Regions from separate parts of the Ovis aries genome. Here all the other regions are linked to region 1. A link is a contact called in public Hi-C data. All regions are on one chromosome and are shown on one strand. The core of a region is the stretch at or near the end of the contact, and the rest is flanking DNA. Distances in the headings are between cores, read along the strand shown.

Region 1 (4,974 bases), core at 800-3,299:
GTCAGAATCGGGACTGTACAACTCCAGGAGGCACTGTTTACACTGAATTAGCATGTCTGGCTCGTCCTAGGACTCTCCTTGGGTTTTCCTGAAGACCCCATGCCCTGAGAACTCCCTCTGTCCTGGGTGATCCAGGATAGTCGATTATCCTGCCTCTAGGCCACATAGCATGGAAGGAGCTGTGTGGTCCTTGCTGTCATTTATCCCTCATGCGGCTGCCTAAATTCTCTTTCTGGACACGTCCCTCCCTTGCTATGAATACTCTGTGGCTCCCTGGGACCCTCCAGACTAGGCTGGGACTCTGTCACGGTGCTTATGGTAGCCCCCAGCCTTGCTTCCTGATGTCATCCAACCCACCCGTCTCCTGCCTCGAATCTCTTCCCCAACTAGTCGCCATATTGGAGACGCATTATAGGGCATGATTCTCTCTCTGGGTTAGAGGAGGAGCTTTCCTAGAGGGGAACTCACTTCTTGGAGTGTATTCAACTTGGGTCAGTAGCAAAAGAGCTGATTAGCCCAGGCTCTGTAGTATAAAATTGATCTGACCCCCTCCCCCAACTCCACCCAGTGATTTGGGGCTCGGGGACATGGCTACCACTTTGCATCAAGAGAAACCTCACATACCCCCAGAGAGCCCCAGGAACCCTTGGAGGGTAAGGGTGAAGCCACCAGGCACATGGAACCACCCTAAATGAAAATAAAGCCTTCCTTCCTTCCTACACTCTATTAAAACTTTTCAAAGCTGTTTCACACATACCCCTGGACAGATCCCCTCTCAGAAATAGGGAGGATGGATGTCATGCCCATCCAACAAGTGGAAAAATTGAGGTCCTGGGTGGAGGATCGTATACTCAATAAAGGAAGGTTTCTGGATGGGAATGGTCAAGTGCAGACATTTAGTATCTCATGGCACATCGGTGCCTGAACTGTGACTAACTTCTGCCTCACGTCCTCTGATGATTTTCATTCATTCATTTACCAAATGCTTCTTCCCACGTGTGAGGCACCATGTTCGTCTCACGATAATGACGACAGCTAGGGTCGTGGGCGACTTTACTACTCTCCAAGTCCTCCCCGCTAAATTCTGGATGTGCTTTCACTTCAGTGCTCAGCAAGCTTTGTGCTGTGGGCATGAATGCCACCCCAGATACAGGGGAGGAACCCAAGCCTGAAGAGGGGGAAGCAGCCCACCCAGAGTCGTCAGCTCACACGCGGGGGCTGTGCTGAGGCTCATCGTGTGCCCGGGGCGGGCTGTGCCCGTGCGGAGCTCTCCTGTCAGGAGAGAAACATGAGGTGCAGGCTTTGCCCCTAAGACTCTCTGGCTATTCCCTCCCAATGAGCAGCACTCCAAACAGAAAGAAAGGAGACCAACGTCCGTGGAGCATCTTCTGTGGCACGTGCACCTCACGTTTTCCAGACCACCGGGCGAAGTTGCTGCATTTGGGCCCGGATGAAGTCGAGGCTCCTTGGGTTGACATGATTGACCAAAGCTGGCCCAGCTGGTGTGCGCGGAGTGGAGACCTGGCCTTGGCCGGTCATACCACATGACTTGCTTTTTCCACCAGCCTTCCCAGAGGACGGGCGGTGGGGAGACAGCTTACCACGAGTCTTCAGGTCACGTAAGAACCACAGGAGCAGTTCTCCTGCGGCTTGGTACGTGACCTTAAGCACAAACCCTTGGGACAGGAGCCAGAAAGCCGCTCACTCACCCCTGGTAGGGCAGGGGGGCTGGGGGCAGGACCCAGGGCCTGTCCGAGTGGAGGCCCTCTGCCCGCGATAGGCAGCAGGTGGCGCTGTGGCCCCGGTTTAACAAGGACAGCGGGAAGGTGGAAAGGAGGGGGGAATCCAGAAAGAAGAACTAGTGGAAAACAAGGATTTAAAAAGAAGAACAATTTGTTCCAAAACATTTGCCTTGTAACGGGGTCATCTATAAATTCTGGGATTTCCTGTTTGCCGCTGGGCAGGCTGGCGGGCGGGCAGGCCACTCTCTTCTCTGCAGTCTGGAAGAATCATTTCAGCCCAGCTCACGAGCTCTGGCCTCCCCTGGCCCAGATTGGCTCTGAAATTTCCCGGCTTTTGTGCCCGTAAGCCGGATCCTGTGACAGCAGGTCTCCTTGAGCCGTGCTCCAGTTTCCACGGGGGTGGGAGGAGGAGTGAGATCATGGTCATTTTTAAAGGAGAGACTGTCTTCATGAGCTCCCTGCGTTCTGCTGCTGCCAGACTTGTTTTAAGGCATGAAGTAAGAGAGCAGAATAAAAGGAAAGAGACAGAGGTGGATTCTTTTATCTTTATTTTCCATACTTACAATTTTGTGTGTGTTGGGGGGAGAACACTTGAAATCTACACTCTTATCAAGTTTCAAGAATGGAGTTCAGTACTATTAACCAGCAGTGTTAAGTAGATCCCCAGAACTTATTCATCTTCACCGTGAAAGTTTTGTGCCCTTGACCACACCATCTCCCCATCTCCTGTACTCTCCCAGCCCCTGGCAAGCACTGTTCTACTGTCTGCTTCTGCAAGGTCAACTTTTTCAGATTCCACACATAAGTGATACCGTGCAGTATCGTGTTTCTGGGTCTGGCTAATTTCACTGAGCCTAATGTCTTCCAGGTTCTCGTTGTTGCATATGGCAGGATCTCCTTTTTTTTTTTTTTTTTTAATGGCCTAATAATATTCCCTTGTGTAAATATGCCACATTTTCTTTAGCCATTCACCTGTCAGTGAACACTTAGGTTGCTTCCACGTCATGGCTATTGTGAATAATGCTTCATTGACCTGGAAGTTCAGGTATCTCTTCAAGATTCTGGTCTCGTCTCCTTTGGAGTTGTACGCAGCAGTGGCACTGATGGATCATGCAGTAGTAGTTCTGTGTTTGCTTTTTTTAAATGCTTATTTGTTTGTATCTTTGGCTGTGCTGGGTCTTCACAGCTGTGTGGACTCTTCTCTAGTTGTGGAGAGCGGGGGCTGCCCTTGCGGTATTGCGCTGGCTTCTCTCATTGCAGCGGCTCCTCTAGTTGCGGAGCACGGGTCCTAGAGCTCAGGCTCGACACTTGCGGTGCACGGACTTAGTTGCTCCGTGGCATGTGAGATCTTCCTGGACCAGAGATCGAACCTGTCTCTCCTGCATTGGCAGGTGGGTTCTTTACCACTGAGCCACCAGGGAAACCCTGTTTTTTGTTTTTTTGTTTTTTGTTTTATGGAGGTGAAAGTGAAAGTGAAGTTGCTCAGTCGTGTCTGACTCTGTGCGACCCCAAAGAGAGAGCTGTTCTAGTCAATATGGGGATGAAAACATTTCACTGGAAAAGAGAGAGAAAATTCTTTTTACCTGCCTGGTAGAAATTGAACCAAGCCTAAAGCCCAAAGCCATCAGTTGATGAATGGCTAAAGAAAATGCAGCCATCCATCCATCCAACCATCTATCCATCCATCCATCACTTATCCACCCATCCATCCATCCACCGATCCAATTGCTCACTCATTCATTGGGCAAACAATTATGGAGTGCCTACCATATGCTGGTAGCTCAACCTGCTTTACTGTAAGGGTAAGCCTGGACCAGCTCTGCGGTCTCCCTCTGGGGTCAGTGGCACGTGGAGAACATGTGTGTAGCCTCTGGAGTTGGCATCCAGAAGGTGGGCTTGGGACTCCTGGGCAATAACTGTTGGGACCTTTAGCAAGGATTACAACATATTTGGCCAGGGTGAGGGGTGCAGTTTGTGGCTGAAAACAGAGTTTTTCTCTGAATAAGTCAAACGAGCCTGTCTGGGATCACATCCACGAGGGCTGGACAATCTGGTCCCAGCAAATTAAAACAACATGGGCACCAGCCAGCTACATTTTTGAAAACAGTATTTGTGTTGTTTTAATCAAGGACACCACCTCCTCTGTCCTTTGCTCTTGACAACAAGCTCTGAATTGAAATGGGGCAGAATTTATAAGAAAATAAAACAATTCTTGGGCATCGCAGCACAAACTCATTTTCCTTCTCATCAGCTTCACAGTTTAAGGGCCTTTGTCTATCTCATTGTACCCTCTGTCTGCAGGCTTATGAGGATGAATGGGCCATGCCAAGACAGTGTCCTAAGTGACACCAGAGCAACTCTTCTCTTTCCTTATGTAGTGGAACCAGACCTGTTGTATCCTTCCCACAGGTGGAGAGTCCCACATAGCCAGGGTCTCGGTCCCTGCAGTGACTGTGGGCAGCTGGGGGGATAGTCTGAGCCCCCAGGCTGAGTCTGCATATTAGCTGTGTCTTATTTCCTGTATTCTGATGCTTTGAACATCTTGGGACCTACTCCTCCTGGGTTTAGCCAGTTCCTGGAGATAGGGAACAAGTCGCCAGGAAGCATGCCTTACAGATGCAGACCAACCAATCCAGAGGTCACATCTCCGACCCTCTTCCTGACAGGACTCTCACCCTCTGAGCCACTGTCCACCTGCCCTGCTAACCGAGGACATACAACGTGGGCACAGCCCTCACACCCCGGATCTCACTGAGGTTATTCCAACTAGCCCATCTGGAGCCTGCTCCCCTGCCTCACCCGTTCCTCCCAGGAGAAACCATAGTAAAAGTTCTCGCCTGTACTTTTCCCTTGCTGCCTCCACCTCCTGACAGTCCCTGGTGCTTCCCCGTGGGACCCGGCATGTCGGCCACGCCTCCTGTTTCTCGGGATCTGGGAGTATGAGAAATTCCTTTATTTCATGACAGTCATTTCTATGTCTGAGCGTCTTATCAAAGCTGCTGAAAACAAACCCCCGGCACCCTGAACACGGCCCACTCTGTCTGGCCGTGTGGCTGAGGCAGGTCACTTGCCTGTGCTCCATAACCTGCAGCCTCCTCCCCCAGTGAGGTGACTTCCAGCGGCTGGGGGGATTGAGGAGGAGAGAGAGTGGTTTCCCAACCTCGAGAAACACCTCCCCAGAGTCCTGTTTACCACCACGCTCACTCTTCTCTCTCTTTCTCTTTTTTTGGTT
Region 2 (4,974 bases), core at 1,584-4,083, 400 kb after region 1:
CCCCTTATCATTTGCTCCAGTTGTCTGCTGCTGCATAACAAACCACCCTCTACTTGGTGGTGTAAACAATAACCTTTTTTTTTTTTAAAATTTTAAAATGCTCACAGATTCTTTAGATCAATAATTTGGGCAGGGCATATAGTAAATCTGTTTACCTCTGAGTCATGGTGTCAGGGTCCTCAGCTGGGAGAACTGGAACACCTGAATGGCTGGGTGCTAGAATTGCCTGGCTGTGTCTTTACTCATCTGTCTGAATACCATCTCAGTGTTCCATTACAGCAAAATATTTCTCATAACAATATCCTATATTAATATGTAATGCTGTAAATTACAAATTTCCTATTTCGTCTCAATGGATCTCTACATCTTTGTTTATATTGTACTTGGTAATGAAATCAGTACCTTTAAAATTTAATATTTTCACTGTCAGTATGCTACCTTAATGATTTGTCACCCAGCAATAAATCATCCAGATCGTGTTATACAGCAAGACTAGGTTGAGTACTGTAAGAGCTTTGTTTTTGTGAATGAAGTACTGAATCTACTCTGCCTAGGATACTGATTGCACTGGATAAATTATTTAGTGGCAAAAAAAAAAAAAGAAAAACACAAAAAAACCCAATCCAGCTTTTTTTTTTATGCCCATTGACTCTATGGGTCAGAACTCCAGACATAATAGGGGCTACTAGTTTGTGCTCCAGGATGTCTGAGGACTCCTGGTATGACTCCAAGACTAAAAGTGACTCTGTGGCAAGAACCTGATATTCTTGGGGATATCTTTACTTACATAGCCAGTGGCTGGTGCTGGCTATTGGCTAGAACTTCAGCCAAGATAGCCAGAACAACCACCTGTGGCTTCTACATGTGAACTGGGTTTCCACACACAGCAAGGTTGGATTCTAAAAATGAGCATTCCAAGAGGCAGGACATGGACACTGCCAGTTTTTGAAGCTTTGAACCAGGAGACTTAGCATAGTGTCACTCTGGCCAAATTTTGTGTGTTGAGGCACTCACAGAGAGCCATCTAGATTCAGGGGAGGTGACATACTCCCTATTACTTGATGAGAAGAGTGACAGTGTCACAGTGTAAAAAGAACAGCTCAGCTGGTAAAGAATCCACCTACAGTGTGGGAGACCTGGGTTCGATCCCTGGCTTGGGAAGATCCCCTGGAGGAAGGCACGGCAACCCACTCCAGTATTATTGCCTGGAGCATCCCCAAAGACAGAGGAGCCTGGTGGGCTACCAGTCCATGGGTTGCAAAGAGTTGGACATGGCTGAGTGACTAAGCACAGCTCAGGATGGAAAATGTTGTGTCAGCCATCTTTGGAAAACAGGTGGTATCTGGCTGGGTGAGCTGTGGTGTTGAGGGCCTGTCTGTCTGTATCTGAGGGTCACATGGTCTTGGAGCCAGTTTTGAGCGGAGCGTGAGTTCCACTACCAGCTTGGTCTGTAGTCATCCTGGATCAAGCTCTTCTCCATGCTTATGCATTTCCCACATTGTTAGGAGTTACTGTTTCTACTCTTAGATTGAGCCTTTGCATTTGTAGAGGGAAGCCGAGGGTTGGACTTTCAGGCAGTGCTGACTGGCAGGGTGAGTGTTCCAGGGTAAAGTGCTATGTTTTATGGATGCCCTTCAAGAATTTGAAACTAAAGACTGCTTGTATAGTGACCTGCCAGAAATAAATTCTGGTTTTGTTCATTATTGTTAATGGCCTCTGCTAGTTGAGGGAAAAGTTGCCCCTTTACTCATGTCCTCCTTTCAAATTACCAAGGAGTTTTCCTTTTGTGACAGTATTATCATTAGTAAATCCACCTTACTCATCATTTTCAAAAATCTCTAGTTTCAAAAATTCATTCCTAATCAAAGAATTGCAACTGTGTAGTAAGTAATGTTGAGTTCATTTCCCCTGGTTAGTCTGTTCCTCTCATCATCCCTCCACCCCACCCCCGCTTTTAGTCCTCCTTTTTTGCTCAGTAGTGAGATTGCAGAAAGAGTAGGCAGACAGAAAATGAGGAGAAAGAAAACTGCATTTCCGTGTGCAAATAGCATCCTTAATTTGATTATAGGACTTTACTCCAAGTGCTAATATTGTGTAGTATTGTAAAATAATATTTTAAAAGAGATTTTGTGCTATAGACTTAGAGAATAGCATTACATTAGAGGTGCTGCAAAAATGACAAACTAATCCTCTCCCAGATAACTTGAGTAGAGTACGTTTGGCAGGTTCCAGAGATGTGCAAGTAAAATAAGATGGTCATACTGATTTCAATACCCATGTTTTTCAAATGTGTCTACACTTGGATTTTGACTATATACATGCACACACATTTATATGTGTATGCACAGATACGACTTTTTTAACCAGAACATGAAACCTGGAGAGTTTCATCTCTGAGCATCTGTTAAAGTTGACAATTCTGTAAATCAGTACCTGACATAATGAAGAATTTATTTGAGGAGGATATGTGACAAAAGTACTGTCAGTATCATTTGTATATAGTGTTGTAGCAGAGCTATGATTTTCTTCCTGTTTTGCAGAGACTACACTTCTCATGCTTGTTAATGGAAGCTGCCTTTTCATTTCCCTCCGTAACCTGGTGAACAATTTCCTTTCCTCTTCATAGTAATATGTGCTTAGCTGATCCACACTATATAGATTATGTTTGAGTCTTTTGTGTATGCTTTCCATGAATAAACACTCCGCTTTCCTTATATTCTCTCCCTCCACTCCAAAGTAAACATTAAAATTGAAAGAGTGCAGTTCTAGACTGTCTTCTCAACGAGGTGCTGGTGGTGTAGATACATTTCTGGTTGTCACCACTGGAGGGTAGGGTGCTGTTGCCATCTACTGGGTAGAGGCTAGGGATGATGCTAAGCATCCATTACCCAGGGATGATGCACAAGAGAGCCCCCTACAGCAAGGAATTATTTCACACAAACTTCAATACCACTCTGGTTGTGAAACCTGAAAATTAGGCCCACAATGTGTATACATATATTTCTGGTTAACCTGGTCATGAAGCTCTAATAGCTTTTTGAGCAATATATGGTTTTCATATTTTTTAAGTAAAAAGTGTTACTTTAAGTATATTTGTTCTTTCCTGTTTGTTCTATTTAGTTCTTAGCTTGCCCAGTGTTTAATTTCTTCTTTTTTTCAAGATGGCATAGATACTTGCAGAGAGCTTACATTGTACAATGATCTGCATATATTCAACACCTACAGACTGTCAAAGGACTGCATGCAGCTACTTACCGAATGCCAGGATTGCTTGCATTGTCTGTTGTAGGACTTCTGTAGTCACTAAATTATCAGTCCCCATACAGTACATCACAGGAAGTTGGCAGATACAGTGATCCATCTGTTATCACACCCATCAAGTGCATTGGCTCAGAGGGAAATGGCTGCAGATTGGAGCTCAGTGTGTGAGAGTAGTGAGATTCCAAGATGCTTATCATTCTTTCCAGAAAGTCCTTTCTGGCCTTTAGATGAGCTTCACTTGCTCATTTCTAAAACCAGCTTTCAGTTTATTATATCATTACCTTTTCATTAGTGTTTTCAGAAAAAACTGGATATGTAATCAGATATTTTTCTGAAAATAAGGTTTCAGATATCATCTTCTTTCCTCACCAGGGAAATTCTTGGTCAGATTGTCATAGAAAATGAGCAGTGGAAAATTGAAACTGCACAATCTGGAGTTTTATTTTTAAAATAGTTGTTTTTAACCTGAACTAAAGTAAAGCAAGTGTAAAACATTTTTATGTTATTCCATTGTGGCCAAAAAAATTTTTTTTTCTTAAACTTATGTAAGTATGATCACCTTCAAGGAAAGAGGTTGTGACTTTCATTGCTAATAAGAGATGTTTAGGCAGTTTCTTGTGAATTTAAGAAACCTGTTTGTTTCCTGGAAAGTCTTAGATATTTATGAAACCAAGATCACTTACATTTTCTGAGATCTTTTAGACAAAAGCATTGATGCTGCTTTTCATGGTGCTTTGAAGTTTCAGTGACTACCCTGAAGGTAAATGGGCATGTGCTTATGCTTCCTATCTTGTGAATAGTCTTATTTATATAGTTTTTCCCTTGGCAAGGCATAATGTCTGGTTTTGGGAGGCAGAAAATCACTTCCAAATTACTGTCGTGTATTACATGTTTTTGACTTAATTTGAGTTCACCTTCAAAAGGGCAAAATGGTCAGAGAAAAAAATTAAACAGGACAGCATATGACTAATTGAAAGTTAAAAGGAACCTTAGTTTTTCCAGACTGCAAGATACAAAATGAATGTGAACAGTGAATAGTTGTCTAGTCAATTTAAAAGAGCCATTGTGTTCCAGTTTCTTCTCTATGTACCTTCATTTGTAAACATCTCTGCGGAAAATGGGATTTTCAATAACTAGCTCAAACTATAATATTTGAGTTATCTTCAAATAGATAAAAGACATCTTTTAAATATCTCTCAAATTGAGAATTTACTATTGGTAAAGTGATTAAGTTATACTTAAAAATTTAGTTAGAAGTTTGTTTGATAATCATAAAATTTGGTGTCCATGAATAAGCCAGAGGTAAGTTGAGAATAATGCTACTGAAGGTGACTTCAGAAAACCATATAGTATTGCCAAAACTTACGTAGAAATGGATTATACAGTATTTTTATACCCCCCAAAATATTTTTGCATTCCTTCCTGCCCCCCCCCCAAAAAAAAGTTCCTGTGGCCTTTACAGATGTGGCTTCAGATAACTGTAGAGAGACTTTTGGCTCATACCTTATAGACTGAAACAAGTAGCATGGTTATATATAGTTATAACAACATAGAATGTGAGTTTAAGGTTGCTAAATGTGTAACTTTATTTTCTAAATTCGATGAATATGACTGATTGTCAGAAATTAGAGGACATTATAAATTTATAGTGATGAAGAGTCCTTATTATTAATAATAATACTAATAGCAACCATCTATAGTTGATTACTAGCA
Region 3 (4,974 bases), core at 1,785-4,284, 270 kb after region 1:
TGAGATTATTCTGTAGCAGTATACATAGTGCTAACTCATTATTTTTAACGGCTGCATGGAATTAAATTATACTGTTCACTACTCCCCAAATGATGGACATGGAAGTTGCTTTCTACAAAGAGGCTTTAGTTCACATCCTTGCTCTATAGGTCTTTACACATCTGTGTAGAATTGCTAGGTCAAACGGAAGGTGCATTATAAATTTTGCTCTTTTCCAAATTGACACCCAAAGCTGCAGTGCTAATTTATATTCCCACTGACAGCGTGTACGAGTTCTGCTTCCCTTCACAGTTGCCTAAGCTTTTAAAATATTGTCAATACTTATTATAGCTTTAATTTCTGTTTTTCTTATGATGAGTGTCTCAGTCCGCTTGTTGGGCCGCTCCAACAAATTACCATAGATTGACTTGCTTAAACAAGAGAAATTTATTTGTTACAGTTCTGGAGGTTGGTAAGTCTAAGATCAAGGTGCTAGCCAATTTGGTTCCTGGTAAGAATGCTTTTCTTGGTTTTGTCTTCACAGGGCAGAGCCAGTTGAGGTGGGGGAGGGCAAAGTAGGCAGGGAGAGAAAGAGAAAGAAGGAGGGAGGGAGAGAGTTTGGAGGCTGGAAGTCTTTCCTGTCTCTTCTTACAAGGGCACTACTGCAATCATGAGGGCTACACCCTTGTGACCTAATTACCTGCCAAAAGCTCTATCTCCACATACCATCACACTTGGAATGAAAATTTCAGCAGATTAATTTTAGGGAAACACAAACATTCTGTCCATTGCAACAAGTGAGGCTGAACATCTTTTTATATATTTAAGAGCAATATGTCTTTCCTACTCTGTAAACTGTCCATGTCCTTTTATAATTTTTTGATTAGGTTGCTTTGAGAGACTTAAAAACAAACCGAAGAATGAGAATTTGTTGACCAGTTATGTGAGATGAAAGCCTCCTGGGATAGAAACACACCTGGATATGATAGACCATCACTCTGATTGCTCAGGCGCAAGTAACATCATGCATGTTGATAAAGTGCTCTTTTTCCCCCAAACATTTTCATCAATACGTCTTAATAGAAATGCATGAAATTGGTCTGAAGTCAGTGGGTCAGCAACTGGGACCTCTTTCTGATAGACTGGGAAATGAGGCTCAGAGAGTTAAACCATGGTGGTCAAGGTAATACAACCATGGGTGCCAGAGTCATCTATAGGCACTTGTTGACAGAACCTTCTGGACTCAGGCTTGGGCTCTGAAGCCAGATACACCTGGGCTTGAGCCGTTCACTAACTGGAGAGCTTGGAGATGTCACTGCACTTCTGAGCTTTGACTTACAGTCTAAGGATAAAAACAGTATCTTAATGCGGTTGTTCTGAGGACTATGTGAAATAATGTGGGTACATTCGTTGTAACATAGTGTCAATCATAATGCATATTATAACATGCTGCTCCTGAGTTTTGCTTTAGCAGTAATTTGTGGTAATTCCAAAGCTCAATTCATATATCTAATACTGTTCTCCTTTTATTACATTGCTTCTTTCTTGTTTTCCATTCGTCCCTGTTTTAATCCAATCCACCTGGCTTTTCCACGTTTGCGGGCTTGTTAATGAAGAAGTTATCTCCTTCCCACCTTCGAGGGGAGCATGAGCTCTGAGGTCTGACAGAGAGCCTCCTCATACTGGCATTTCTCTGGACTCCCACACTGTTATGCTTGGGAAATGTTGGTTATTGACTGAATGGAGCCAGGCGGGAAGGTCTGCTCCAAATCCAGCCCAGTAGTGTCTGGTAGTTTAAAAAATACATATATTTATATCCTGGCACAAAGCAAGAGGTCAGAAAGCATTTCTGCAACGCATGCATGCATGCGCACAGCGCCTACGAGTAAGGGATTAAAAAGGCATTTCTGGATTCAGAGCATAGTGCGTGGTACACAGTAAGCACTTCCTGGCCTAGGCTTTAAAATCTTGATGCAAGAGCTCCGCTTCGCTGTGTGCCTGAATACAAGGGTTCGAATCCCATCCCCTCCTCTTCCTAGGTGAGCGACCTCGGGTAAGTGTCTTAACCTCTTTGTGCTTCAGTTTTCTCATCTGCAAAACGCGGACCACGGAGTGAGACCTCGAGGAGACACCCCGAAGCACTTGGATCTGCTGTCTGGCCCATGGCGGGCCTCTGCCACCCAGCCGGCAGGGGCGATCGAGGGCACAGGCAAGGAGCCCCAAGCCCTCCACAACCACTGCCACCGGCGTTCCCGTGGCTCGCGGTCGCGCCCAGCAAAGATTCGTGCACCCGAGGGGGCGGGGCGCGGGGCGGCCGGCTCAGCGGCTGACTGCCCGCCCGCCCGCCTCGGAGCCGCGCCGCCCGCACTTCTTTCTCTCCCTCTGTCTCCGTCTCCCTCCCTCTCTCCGCCGGAGAATCCAGCCGCTCTCGGCTCAGCAGCGCCGCCAGCGAACAGTCGCGGCCGCCGCTCCGGCCCCTCCCCCGCCTCCTCCAGTCCCCCCCCGTGCGGCCGGCGCCCGTCACGTGACAAGGCGCCAGCCAATGGCGGGCCGAGCCGCGGTCGGCGGCCGCCATTGCTGTCAGAGCGAGCGAGCCCAGGGAGGGAGGAGAAGCGAGGCTGACTGGGGAGGAGGGGGGGGTGGGGGAGGAAGAGGAAGGAGGGGACGTCGCTCGGCTGCCGGGGTCGCCCGCTGGCTTCGTCCGCACCCCCCCCTTCGCGAGTTCGCGCTCCGCGGCGGCGGCGGCTCCGAAGCGGCGGCGGCGACTCTAGGGCTCGCCTCCCCTCACGCGCCGGCGGGGGCTGAGGGGGAGTCGGTGGCTGGAGATAAACAAGGCGGCGGCGGCGGCGGCTGAGGAACAGGGAAGGCGGAGGCGGCGGTCGGCCCGCAGCGCCGGCCCGGGAGGCAGCGGCGGCCCTGAGAGGCGGGGAGGGCGCCGGGCCGCGCGGACAGCGCCCCCCGCCGCCGCGGGAGCAGCCGCCGCCGCGGGAGCAGCCGCCGCCGCCGCCCGAGCAGGAAGGAGCCGCGCGGCCGCCGCGGACCCCCCCGCCGGCCCGGGCCCGCCGCCCCCGGCGCGGCGTCGCCGCGGCGCCTCTCGCCCGCCCGCCGGCCCTCGCGCCCTCCCCCGGCGGCGGCGGCGGCCGGGCCGCCCCACGCTCCCCGGCGAGGCGCCGCCGCCCGGCCCGGCCTCGCCTCGGACGCCTCGCTCCGACATGCCCCGCTCTGGCGGCCGGGCTCGCGGAGGATCATGACTGCGGCAGCGAACTGGGTGGCGAACGGGGCGAGCCTGGAGGATTGTCACTCCAACCTCTTCTCGCTGGTGAGTAGCCGGGCTGCGGGGAGGGGGCTGTGCCGTGGGGTGGGGGGGGGTCGACCTCCGCCACCGACCAACTTTCTCCTCCCGCCGCCGGGACTTCGCCCCTCCCTCGCCTCTCCCCGCCGTTCGCCTCTTGCCGATTCTCCCCCTTTTGGATCGTCTCTCCTTCGCCTTGGATCCCATCCAGTGTTTATTTGGCTCTTTAAAAATCATTTGTGAGCGCGGCGCTCGGCGTGGAATTTGCATGTGGAAGTCTCAAAGCTGCGGATTCTGGGTCGCACTTCGAACGCCCACCCTCTGTTGCAGTCGCACTCCCCTTCCCCTCCCTTTCCCCCTCTTTTCCCCCCTTAAATGTGGAAGGCTTTTGCCTTGTGTTGCCCGCGCCTGCGATAAGCAGCTTTTTTTCCCCCTTGTGTCGGATCGGCTGCCCGCCCGCCCGCCCGCCTTTTGAATTTTTTAAAAAATTCCATAATGACACCTGCAATTTCGCCCGAAAACAGTTGATTGAATGCGATTGTGTCAGTAAAGGACTCTTGCACCCGAAGCTCCGGCGATTGTAAACATCGACAGCCGCCTGCCTCTCGGGGCTTACTACGCTGGAGAGCCTTAAAGCCATTGCACCGAGCCGACGGAAGGTGGAGAAAGCTTTTTTTCTTTCTCTCCTCCTGTGTCTTTTAAAAACTGTTTTCTCTCTGCTCACAACGAATCCACACACACACACACACACACACACACACACACAAAGCAACAAGCTGGGCGGTTTGATAACATCGCTTTTATCTGTCTTCGCCTCTCTCGCGCTCTCTCTCTGATAATTGACAACTTTTCCTTCGGATTTGAATCGCCTGCCTTAATCTTGAAGCAGTTAGGGTGTCAATTGTTCTCCTGGAAGCCTGGCATCCGACGACGGCGTCTAGATTCATCGAAATTAAAAATGTATAGGGTTCCAGAAACTCTTTCCTGGCGGTGGCAGTGACATTTGGTGGTAAATGCCATCTTTGCTTTTTTTTATTGGGTCGTATTACCTAGCTCTGAAAACATTCACGTTGTTAAACCTGGCGTTTAGACTAATAATTGCAGTGCGTGGTCTTTAAATATGTGCTTTGTGCATGAGTAACTGTATGTATAGCTATGTGCCCGGGAGACTACGAATTTGTTTAAATATTGAGCAAAGATTTGTAAACAGATGTAAGGCAATTATGTTTCAAGCGTGGAATATAATTGGAAAATTGGCTGAACGGTTTGTTTAATTTAGACTTTAAAAAAACCCAACTTTGTTTAAGTGGTGTACCCTTTTTGGGGGACTGCCTTTAGAGAACATGCATTTTGGAAATTGTTTTCCGTAACCTCTGCTGTACATAGAGCTTTATTTCCTCTTAATCTTTGTTTACACTGGGTACATAATTTAGTGTTCAAATTGTAATTAGTTACATTTAATTAAGGGTAGCATAGATGCTTTTTTTTTTCCTTTTGAGACTAGTGGAGAAATACAAATTCTTGCCAACTTTTTAAATAGAAGCTTTATTAAATATATTTCATTATGCAGATTTTAAAAAATGAAGACAAGCGATTTTTACCTACTGAGACCGAGTGACATAGTATCTATGCTTTTACTGTAGTAATAGCAGGTCAGTTTTTTTCCTCCCAACATTTTTATTCGGATATTTAATCTTAAAATT

The links. Hi-C and Micro-C count contacts between places; a contact is called where the count stands out from the background.
Region 2: a Hi-C map of hypothalamus shows a contact between it and region 1, with 3 times the contacts expected there. The contact joins two enhancer-like sites. A contact is called at or near these places in 8 of 16 Hi-C or Micro-C datasets (blood, hypothalamus, liver and 5 more).
Region 3: a contact with region 1 is called in a Hi-C map of tail adipose tissue, with 11 times the contacts expected there. The contact joins the promoter of MED13L here to the enhancer-like site in region 1. A contact is called at or near these places in 9 of 16 Hi-C or Micro-C datasets (blood, hypothalamus, mesenteric adipose tissue and 4 more).

The regions. Positions count from the first base shown.
Region 1 is chr17:58,378,487-58,383,460 of ARS-UI_Ramb_v3.0, forward strand. The region is part of intron 2 of LOC121816951 (a long non-coding RNA gene); the gene reads left to right. Among named protein-coding and RNA genes, the nearest start is that of SPRING1, 99 kb to the left of the region's middle. Within about 2 kb of position 2,050, at least 23 of the 54 cell types and tissues checked have an H3K27ac peak or open chromatin away from gene starts, as enhancers often do. A contact at or near this core is called in tail adipose tissue, where this site is marked.
Region 2 is chr17:58,774,503-58,779,476 of ARS-UI_Ramb_v3.0, forward strand. The region is part of intron 2 of MED13L (mediator complex subunit 13L); the gene reads left to right. Among named protein-coding and RNA genes, the nearest start is that of TRNAC-ACA, 120 kb to the left of the region's middle. Within about 2 kb of position 2,834, at least 8 of the 54 cell types and tissues checked have an H3K27ac peak or open chromatin away from gene starts, as enhancers often do.
Region 3 is chr17:58,645,959-58,650,932 of ARS-UI_Ramb_v3.0, forward strand. It overlaps MED13L (mediator complex subunit 13L), which reads left to right and starts at 3,035. Exons shown (of 31, transcript XM_015101660.4): 1 at 3,035-3,298. The coding sequence starts at 3,227.